Regions from separate parts of the Mus musculus genome. Here region 2 is linked to region 1. A link is a contact called in public promoter capture Hi-C data. All regions are on one chromosome and are shown on one strand. The core of a region is the stretch at or near the end of the contact, and the rest is flanking DNA. Distances in the headings are between cores, read along the strand shown.

Region 1 (4,655 bases), core at 1,048-3,547:
TGAGGCCGGAGGATCGCCAAAGCCAGTTGGTGCAACTTGGCAAGACAGGAGTGGAGATGAGACTCAGTCAGAAAATCCTGGTCTACTTTGCTCATGGCCCAAGATTTAGAAGCAGAAGGAAACTGATCTTCTTGCAGAAGGAAAATGTGTACAACGATACAGAGGTGTGAAATGCATGGGCACTTGGGGGAGGCGAGTGGTTGGTAAAGGTGGAGGGGGTAGGAGGATACTGGTGGGTAGAGTGGGTACAGAGTGGGTGTAGGGGGTGTAGGGTGGGTACAGGGTGGGTAGAGTGGGTGACGGTGACAGAAAGGAGTCAGGAGTCAAATGTGCACAGACTTAAAGTCAATGCTGAATGTTATACATCTTAATCATACGAGTTCCAAGATGGCCAGAATGGGTTCAAGGGGGGCAAGGGGGCATCTGGTTTGTCGTTGAAATGATCAGCACAACTCTTGTGGAGAGTGTGGGGGAAAATACATTGGAACGCCTGGACCAGGGACAGGAGACCTGAAGACAGGCTGTGGGAAAGGACTGTGAGTAAGGACTGAAGACACCAGAGCTCTGAGGAAAGCTGAGGTGGCAGAGACCCTTCAGGAAAGCAGAATGAACAGGGTTTAGAACCCAATGAGCCCACCTTTGGCAACCTTAGACATCAAGACAGGTACAGAGCACACATTAGCAGAGACGGGGGGGGGGGGGGAGATTACTTCTTAGCAAACACTGTATCCAGGAGGGTGGAGTGGAGGAGAGCTTTGACAAGGAGAACCTAAGTCAGAGGAGGACTGGAAGGAGCTCATGTTTGTCTTCACTCTGAGAGCCCTGAGTAGGGGCTTTCTTGGTCACTGGTTCCTCCCACTGCTCACTTGGCGTGAGGAGTGCAGCCTTAACCCTGCCAGTCAGATAACCTGGAATGGGGTGTGGCCTGCCACTTCTCCATCCTTACACCTGTCCTGGTCTGAGACACTGGTAGCTGTGTAAGAGATGCTCAGGAATCAAGGTCCAAAGCCAGGACGACTGTGTTTGCCCACAGTGGCCCAGCAAGCTGTGGATGGCGCCAGCACCTTGAGTCTGCCCTCTCATTGCAGAGCCTGTGTGCTCTGGGGTGGACAGAGCTTGTTCTTTTCTTAGGGTCCTATTAGTTCAGGAGCTCACCTAACATGAGGTCTGGAGCAACAGCCTGCCCAGGCTGCTGGGGTTCTGGATCAGCGTGCTCACCTTCTGGTGAAAGGACAAAGCTCTGACCCTGGCTGTCACTGGCGCATGCAGAGCAGTGGGGCCTCGCCTGTAGAAAGAGTTCATCCTGGGCTGCTTGGTAAGTGGTAGCAGCAGTGACTCCATAGCAAAGCTACCTCTCATCTGGGGATGATGCCTAGGACCACCACCTGCCAATGGGAGATTCCAGGTACCTGAAATGGCTTTCCTCCAAAGTTGAAGTGCTTTGATGTTCCAAATCTTATTTAATCCTTTGCGACATTTGCAGGACGATATTGAAGACTTTTAAAGTAACTCAAATCATTATCTTAGTGCTGGAGAGAAAACCTTTCTCCTAGGCGCTATGTGCAAGCACACAGACTGTGTTCAAAATGGCAAGTGTCTCTGCACTCCCCCACCAAATACCCAATCCTGAGATTCCCAGACCCGTACTATGACCTTCCCCACTCAGTTTCATCTGAAATCTAACTGGGTTGGTTCCCCTTGCAGGCTGCGTACCGCGGGGAGCCAGGGGTTAAAACCCGGGGCGTCTGTGGCCCCCTTCCCCCTCCCCAGCCCCCTCGTCTCCACTCGGCGCCTTGCCTGGAGCGAAGGTTCCCAGCCCTGCACTAAAGGGGAGGGGGAGAAATGGGCTTGTTTCTCGTGGCCAATCCACGAGCTCGCGGTGCCTCAGAGGAGGCGCCAGCATTAGGGCGGCCCAGGGCTGCAGGCTTCCCGCGGCAAAGTACAAATGCGCCCGAGCGCGGCGTCTGGCGCCCGAGGCGTGCACAGCGGCAGCGCTCAACCTCCCCCGCGCCGCCACCGAGGGTCTTGTCGCCCCACCGCGCCCCAGACCCGCGCCGGACCCCGCGCCGCCGCGCCGCCGCCAGCCAGCGCCACAGGGACACTGCACCCCGGTGACCGCACCCCGCAGATCCCGGTTCTCTAGCTAGCACCTTCTCCCTCTCTGCCATAGCCTTTTTCTTCATTTCCCCAACTAATTTCTCTCTCTCTCTCTCTCTCTCTCTCTCTCTCTCTCTCTCTCTCTCTCTCTCTCTCTCTCTCTCTCTCTCTCTTCTCCTCGTCCCCTCCCCACCGTCCTCTCATCCTCACCTTAGACCTCTCCTGTCCTTGGCTCCTCTTCATCTTTGCTTTTCCGACTCCTCAAGCAGCGGTCCTACTTGGTCCTCTGAGGACTTACTTGTGTCCTTATCTCACTTTCTCCCGGCTCATCCCGGGGTTGTCTGACCTTGGGACAAGGAAGGATGGTTCCCGGGGTGAGGATCATCCCCTCTTTGCTGGGACTCGTGATGTTCTGGCTCCCGTTGGACTCGCAAGCACTATCCCGTAAGTAGAAACCAGGCAAAGTCTGGGCAGGCAGGGGAGGGATGCGAACCAGTGGGATGTACTTTGCTGGAAGATGTTAGTTAGGACCTGGGGACCCCTTAACGCTTGCATTTATCCAGGCAGCACCTGCATAGCAGGGGTAGATGTTGCTCCATGACCAGTGTGGGCTGGTGAGTCTTGGGGGGAGAAAAGTTTGGCAGAGTTTCTTTCTGGGGTGCTGCTGGGGGAAGAGCAGTGTGCATTGTGGGAAGGGACTTTACTCCCAGCAGCCTGATGTGTTGAGTGTGAAAGACGGAAAGGCTGATGAGCTCCTGGGCTGAAAGATGAACAAAGTGGAGTCCATTATCGCTTTTGATACTCACAACACTCCATGAGGTGTCATCATTACATTTAATTGATGAGTAAAATCGGCAGGGCAAAGAGAAGAAAGTTTCCGAAGCTGGTAAGCTATCCAAAGCCAAGAGTCTAATTCCAAATCCTGCCTTTACAGCGTCTGGGAGACACCCCGATGTGGGGCTGTGAGACTGGAAGGCATCGGGGCGTGGTGAAAAAAGATGAGGTTCTTCATCTTCCCAGCCTCACTGTGTGCCAGCTGATGGGTCAGACACGGAGGGCACCTCACCATCTCTTTTCTAATCTATAAAATAGGAGCCTCTTAAAGCCGTTAAATGTATTAAATGACAGGGAGCAGGCAGAGCAGCTTGTATAGAGATGCTACAAGGTGGCCTCATCAAAGTGTATCAGCTGCCTAAGCCCCCAGAGTTTCCACTTCAAACAGTAGGTTATGCAGGACCACAGCCTCTGTTTCCTAACTGCCCCTCCTTATGCTGGTGACTCCTTCTGAACCTCCCCAATAAAGAAACAGAGCCCAACAAGGACAGTAGTTTGCTCCAGGCCACCAAACTTGAAGACCCAGGTCCCCACCCCCTAGCTGACAACCTTTTCCAGGCTTGGCTCCACCTGCCAGCTCTGCTTCTGACTGGCTACTGGCTTTGTGGAGCTAGTGAGGCTAGATTCTGTCCTGCTTCTGGGAATGGAAATGTTGCATGTCTGTCTGACGTCCCCTAGCCTGTCAGTGGCATGAGAATTATGGACACCCTCATGTCTCATAAGACAACACAGAGAGCTCAGACTTGGCTTCAATTCCTGACTGCCTCTTACACCTGAGTCATTTTTCAAACTTCTGTGAACTTCAGTTTCTTCATCGGCAAACAAGAGCTACTAACCAAGGTCTAAGGATGTGGGGGAGGACTAAAGGGAGTGATGCTTTCAGATGCATACTGTCAAATATTCAGTAAATACCCCCTCCTTCCTTAAGCCCTGAGAGTTTCCTCCTAGCCTGCCTGCTGTCCACTGAAGGAGACTTAGTCTCAGAGGACTGCCATGCCTGCCCTGGACTTGACCCTGGCCCTGCAGCTTCCTTTCCAATACCATTGCCCTGGGTGAACCACTCTGATGATGGCTCAGAAGTACTCAAAGCCCCCGTCTGCCCACCATGACCACCTTCAACAATTCAGACACCTCTTCCAGAAAATTCTACCTGGTGACCAGCTCCCTTTCTGACCTCCCCTCCTCTGTGCCTCCAAGAGCCTTCCTGTCTGTTTCTGTCACTAGGTTCTTCAGTTGGCTACCTCCCCCATAAATACAGAACCCCAGACACTCAAGAAAATGACTATCACTAAAGCGAGGTGGCCTGGCATTCTGGGAGGAGCATTAAGATCCTGGTGGTGTCATGGCTGAAAGAGCTTTCTCTTCTGTGTCTACTATCGGATTATCTCCTTTCACAGTTCATCTGAAGGAGGGTCTGCTACAAGGCCACAAAGGAAGGAACAGAGACCTAGATCCTAACCCAGGTCCCGTCATTTGTTGGCCGTGGGAATTGGGACACATCCCGTATCTCTGAACCTAATGATGATTGGTGCTGTAGGTCTAAGAATTTTGCAAGTCTCCTGCTGGTATCCTATTTTAAGGTCTTGCATGAAAGCTCTTGTCTTAGGGTAAGAGAGATCTCAAGCCTGTGGTGTGTAAGAAGTCCCCTGGTGACATCCAAAGTGCTTTTACAAATGGTGCCAACAGATGGGTGTTCTTAGGTCCAAGCCAGCCACACCGTTAAG
Region 2 (4,655 bases), core at 864-3,363, 1.0 Mb after region 1:
GCTCATTTCCCAACTACTCCCCGGCACCTGCTATGTGCTCCATCTGTGCCAGATAATAAGGACAAAGTGAGAAAGAGATGGCCGGGCTTCATAATATAACTAACCACCTTCTCTAGAGAGTAAGGAGGGTCTTGCAGCCATGTTCTTCCCATTAGGCTCTTCTGATGGCTTAGGGACCCAAAGGCATCTCAGGAGGAAACTATAGGTTAAAGGGTGCACAGACAGGCTCAGGGAAGGCAGTTAGGAGAGAGAAGAGATGCATCAGAGGGCACTTCTTAGTTAGCAGGTCAGCAAGATCTTCCTGGTCCTGTGAGCAGACCTGGGGATAATGGTGGTCATCCCATAAACAGCTGGGCAATTAGGCCACAAGAAAGACCCAAAGAAAGGCTCCTGGGGGCAGCCAGGCATGGTGGTGCTTGCCTTTAATCCTAGAGTTCCAGAGTTAGGCTATGGACAGGTCTCCGCGAGTTGGGGGTCAGCCTGGTCCATAGACTGACATCCAGGACACAGAGTGAGACACTGGAGAAATCAAACTCCCCTCAGCCTAGAAATAAGTAGCACTGCCTCATCCTGAAACTTTGGCCCTGGGCAGGGAGGCCTCAGCTGGGGCAGGTAAGCGGAGTCCCAGGTTTTATTTATGTAGCTTTGTGACCTTAGAGAAGACATTCTCCAAGCCTCTATTTTCTGATCTACAAAATAAAGGCAATAGTTCCTTTCTCATGGGGCCTTTAGGAGGAAAAGATGAGGGATTCTTATAAACTGTAACAAGTAACAGTTCAACAACATTCCAATAGTAGCATAAGCACTTCTCATTAAGAAGAAAGACTACAGCCAGGAAATTAAAGAACTCCTGGTGTCACCCATGAGGCCTTGGTGACATCCTCACATGCTCATCTGGTGCCTGGGGTAGGTGGGCAAAAGGGATCCCGGAAAGGCCACAACCTCACTCTGCATCTGGGCAGCCATTTCTGAGGATTACCCAGTATGCCAACCTGCCCATGTCCTCAAAACTCTGGAGTATCCAAAGCATGGAAAAGGAGAGGGGCAGACCTCCGCAGCAGGGCTTGTCCCCAGCCCTCATGCAGGACCCACACTGGCAGCAGTGTAGAGTCTGTTCAGAGACTCTCCTTCCTCCCACTCCCACCCACAGATAATTGCCACTTCCCTGCCGCCCCAGCCTGATCTTCAAAAGCCACTATTCCAAACTTGATCCAAAACAAGGCTGCTGACCCAGGGACTCTAGGGATGCCATTCTGAGCACAGCAGTCACCTAGCCCTATAAATCTCCAAACTGGAAAGGCTAGTTCCCAGAAGGATCTACACTTGGGTCTAGCTCCTGGAGATCAGTAACACACACACACACACACACACACACACACACACACACACACACACTGTAGCCCTAGTGAGGTGAACACTGTCTTTCTTCTGCCTGACCCTTCATACAGCACCACCTGCCCGATTAAAAGTTTCCAGACAGATCAAAGTCTTAACTGTCCTTATATGAAATTGCACTAGCAACCCACATTCCCACCCCACCGCACCCCCCACTCCCAACCCCACAACCCCGCCGCTGCTGCCACTGCCTCCGGTTCCTCACTGACACCTCACTGACACCGAGTGAGCTACCCAGACTGACTCTGGGGAGAGTTAAGAGTCCAAGCGCAAGAAGTCTCCAGGATTCCCAGGTCTCTTAGCCCACAGACTTACGCCCCAGGGGTACACACAGACTAAGTTCAGTCACTCACACCCTAAGGGTGTGCGCATTTGCCCACTAACACACAGATTCCCCCAGTATGCTGGTAAACACACCAAGATGACACTCACCGAGATCACGCTCTAGAGGAAACAAAGTTCATCAGCGCACCGGCAGCCGGCTCTCACCGCCCAGTTTTGCGCAGTACAAGGGCTGGGAGCCCGAGCCCTCGGGACAGTCACGTAATGGGCTCTCCCTGTTTGGCGCTGACTCGACCGGCGCTCCCGTCCCCAGGCCTCACTTGGCGACCTCTCTTGGTGTCCGCTCCCCTCTAGGAAGCACCTCTCACCTCCCCGCTGCGCTGGTCCCCTCCAAGGGCTGCCGCCGCTGTTCCTGGTGCCCGAGTCCCATGCCGAGTGGCGCAGGGTCCCACGTGCCTGGAAGCGCCGCGGTCCCCGCCCTACTCCGCCCCGCTCCGCACCCCATAGCCTGGCTGTGAGCAGGAGGGCGGGGCAGACTCTGGGCAGACGCCGGAGCCGCCCCCAACCCTTCTAAACAGATGCTTCCAGTCTGCCACCCGCTTGGGGACGCGGTCGGTCAGTGTCGCCGCCGGTCAGCGTGTCCGCCACGGCTGTTGAGCAAGGAGAGGCGGAAGGCGACCGTCCTGGCTGAGCAGAGGTCACCTGCTTAGCTCACCGATTTTCAGCGACGCCCAAGTTTTACAAGGTTTGCTTTGTGCTGGCCTGGCTCCTGTCACTGCCCACCGATGGACCTTTATACTGACCCTCAGCCTTCCCTCCGCTGCTGCCCCATCCCGCGTCACTTACGGATGGACAGATGGATGTGCTTTCAGACTGCTGGTACCAGCAGAAATCTTTGCCGGCTTCACCACCTCCGTCTGCTTTTGCTCTTCGTTCAGGTCACTAACGGGTCCATGAAGTCCTGGTTTAGTTTGATCTCTCATCTTGAACTGCCTCAATTCTTCTCTCTGGCCTGCTCTGAAGACTTTCTGTAGTCACAAACCCCATTCCTGTCCTAGTTTGAGCTCAAAAAGGCAAGGACCACACCAGCCACCTCACTGCTGTCCTGTGAAGGGGTGGATGAATGAGAGGGTGTCTGCCCCCTCCCATTTCTGACTCAGGCATCTGTTAGTATAAGTTCTAGGCCACCTTTAGCACTGTAAGACACATTTTCTGCGAAATGAAGCCAGTCCTTCCATGATCCTACTTTTCGTGTCCATCCAGGGAGTCTTGGGGTGGCCAAATAAACGGACAAGTTCAGAACAAGCCTTTTCCTATGGTGAGGAGTTTGCTCTCTGCCCAAGGGCTGTAGACTTTGTTAGTTGTGTATCCGCTGACTAAAGTCCCATTCGCAGCCCCTGGAGGGGTCCAGAAAGGGTCCGATCTGCAGCCCTGTCCAGAGTGAGAAGGGTGAATACACAGAGCTGGGTGGCTGAGCCTCTCTGCAGCCTCCTGGGGCCTTTGAGCAGACACAAAGGCTCCTTGTCTAACCTCTGCTGGCTATGGGAGCTGGTGCAGGCAGCTTCCAGAAATCTAGATCTCTCCACAGCCACCCTTGTGGCTTTAGGGTCCTCGTGTGAGGGAAGTCTTTCTGGTTATTGAAATCCCAGCGGATTTCCTTTTCCTGATCTCCCTTCTGAGCCGTCAGGTCTTTTTCTGCTGCTTCCCCTAGGACCCAGGATGGATCCTAGCCTCTAGAAGACCCACAGGCTGGACAGTGGGCAGTCTTGGACTTTACCCTTGCTGTGGTCCAATTCCTTTACTTTATAGCCAAAGAAACGACATTCCCAAGGTACATGACATCATGTCAGGTGACCTGGTAAAGCCCGAGTACTCAGATTCAAGTCTTCCTTCACTTTTTCTGTGTCTACTTTCTAAGATTCAGCCCTCTTTTTGTTGTTTGTTTGTTTGTTTATAGCTAGGATCTCCCTATGTAGGCCCTGTTGGCCTTGAACTCACCATGTAATTCAGGCTGGCCTCATTCAGCAGTCCTCCTGACTCAGCCTCTTGAGAGCTGATATTCTAGGCATGTGCTACCACGCCTGGCTCTCCATCTTCTTTTCTGCACAATGTGTTATGTACTCCTGTCTTGCTGTTCTGACTAAATGTCCTTATTTGGGGTCTTGCCCATGATCCTGAGCTTTCTGGGTCTGCAGAGTGAGTATCCCCTCTCAGAAGAGCCTGGGAGGTTAGGTTTCCCAATCCTCAGATTTTGTAGATCACCAAATCCAGTAGACTTCCCTACCCACCCCCCACCCCCACCCCCACCCCCACCCCCACCCCCATCGCATTCCAGTTTGAGCACATTTGCGTTCATATTTTCACGTACTCTGGACTTGAGAGTTTGCAACTGAAAGAGTTTAGAACCTCTATTGATCCAGCCAGGAAATGGGAGCTCTGTGAGACACAGTGAGTACCCTATGAAGTGTAGACCAGCACTGAGGGCGTCTCCCTGAATCTCGCAGCCAAAGCAGGCTAATGGTAAGGCCCAGGCGCTGTAATGGTCCCTGTGAAGTGTAATGAAGCCACAGGGGCATCTGCATTAGCAACAGAAGTTCAGGAGGGGATTGTCAAAGCGCCAGTCCTGGCTCCCCCGGCCCACCTCACATTAGAAGGTTTCCTGTCTCTCCATCCCTGAGCAAGCATTTGCCGGCTGGCAGGCATCCCCATCCCATGAGAAAACCTCCTGCTCTGAGAATCTAAGATGTGGGCGGGTGGGCAGGCGGGGTGGGGGGTGGTGGGGGTGGGGAGTCCCTGCCTGGCCAAGCCTCTAACGCAGCCCTCCAACCCTCTGTCACTGCCAGAATTGTGCCTCTGTCCCCCCTCACTGACACACTTTGCTTCACACTCTCTTGGGGGCTTCCTCTGCCCTCGAGGCAGCCCAGCTTCCCAGCCTCCACTCCAGGTTTTTCCCTCTCTGCCTTCTCTCCTGCTTCCAT

The links. Promoter capture Hi-C pulls out the DNA fragments that hold promoters and counts their contacts.
Region 2: a contact with region 1 is called in a promoter capture Hi-C map of liver, with 2.1 times the contacts expected there. The contact joins the promoter of P2ry2 here to the promoter of Chrdl2 in region 1. A contact is called at or near these places in 3 of 39 promoter capture datasets (liver and pre-B cells) and 1 of 9 other capture datasets (liver).

Annotation. Positions count from the first base shown.
Region 1 is chr7:100,004,107-100,008,761 of GRCm38.p6, forward strand. It overlaps Chrdl2 (chordin-like 2), which reads left to right and starts at 2,298. Exons shown (of 11, transcript NM_133709.3): 1 at 2,298-2,541. The coding sequence starts at 2,460.
Region 2 is chr7:101,009,885-101,014,539 of GRCm38.p6, forward strand. P2ry2 (purinergic receptor P2Y, G-protein coupled 2) reads right to left here and starts at 2,114. Exons shown (of 3, transcript NM_008773.4): 1 at 1,828-2,114.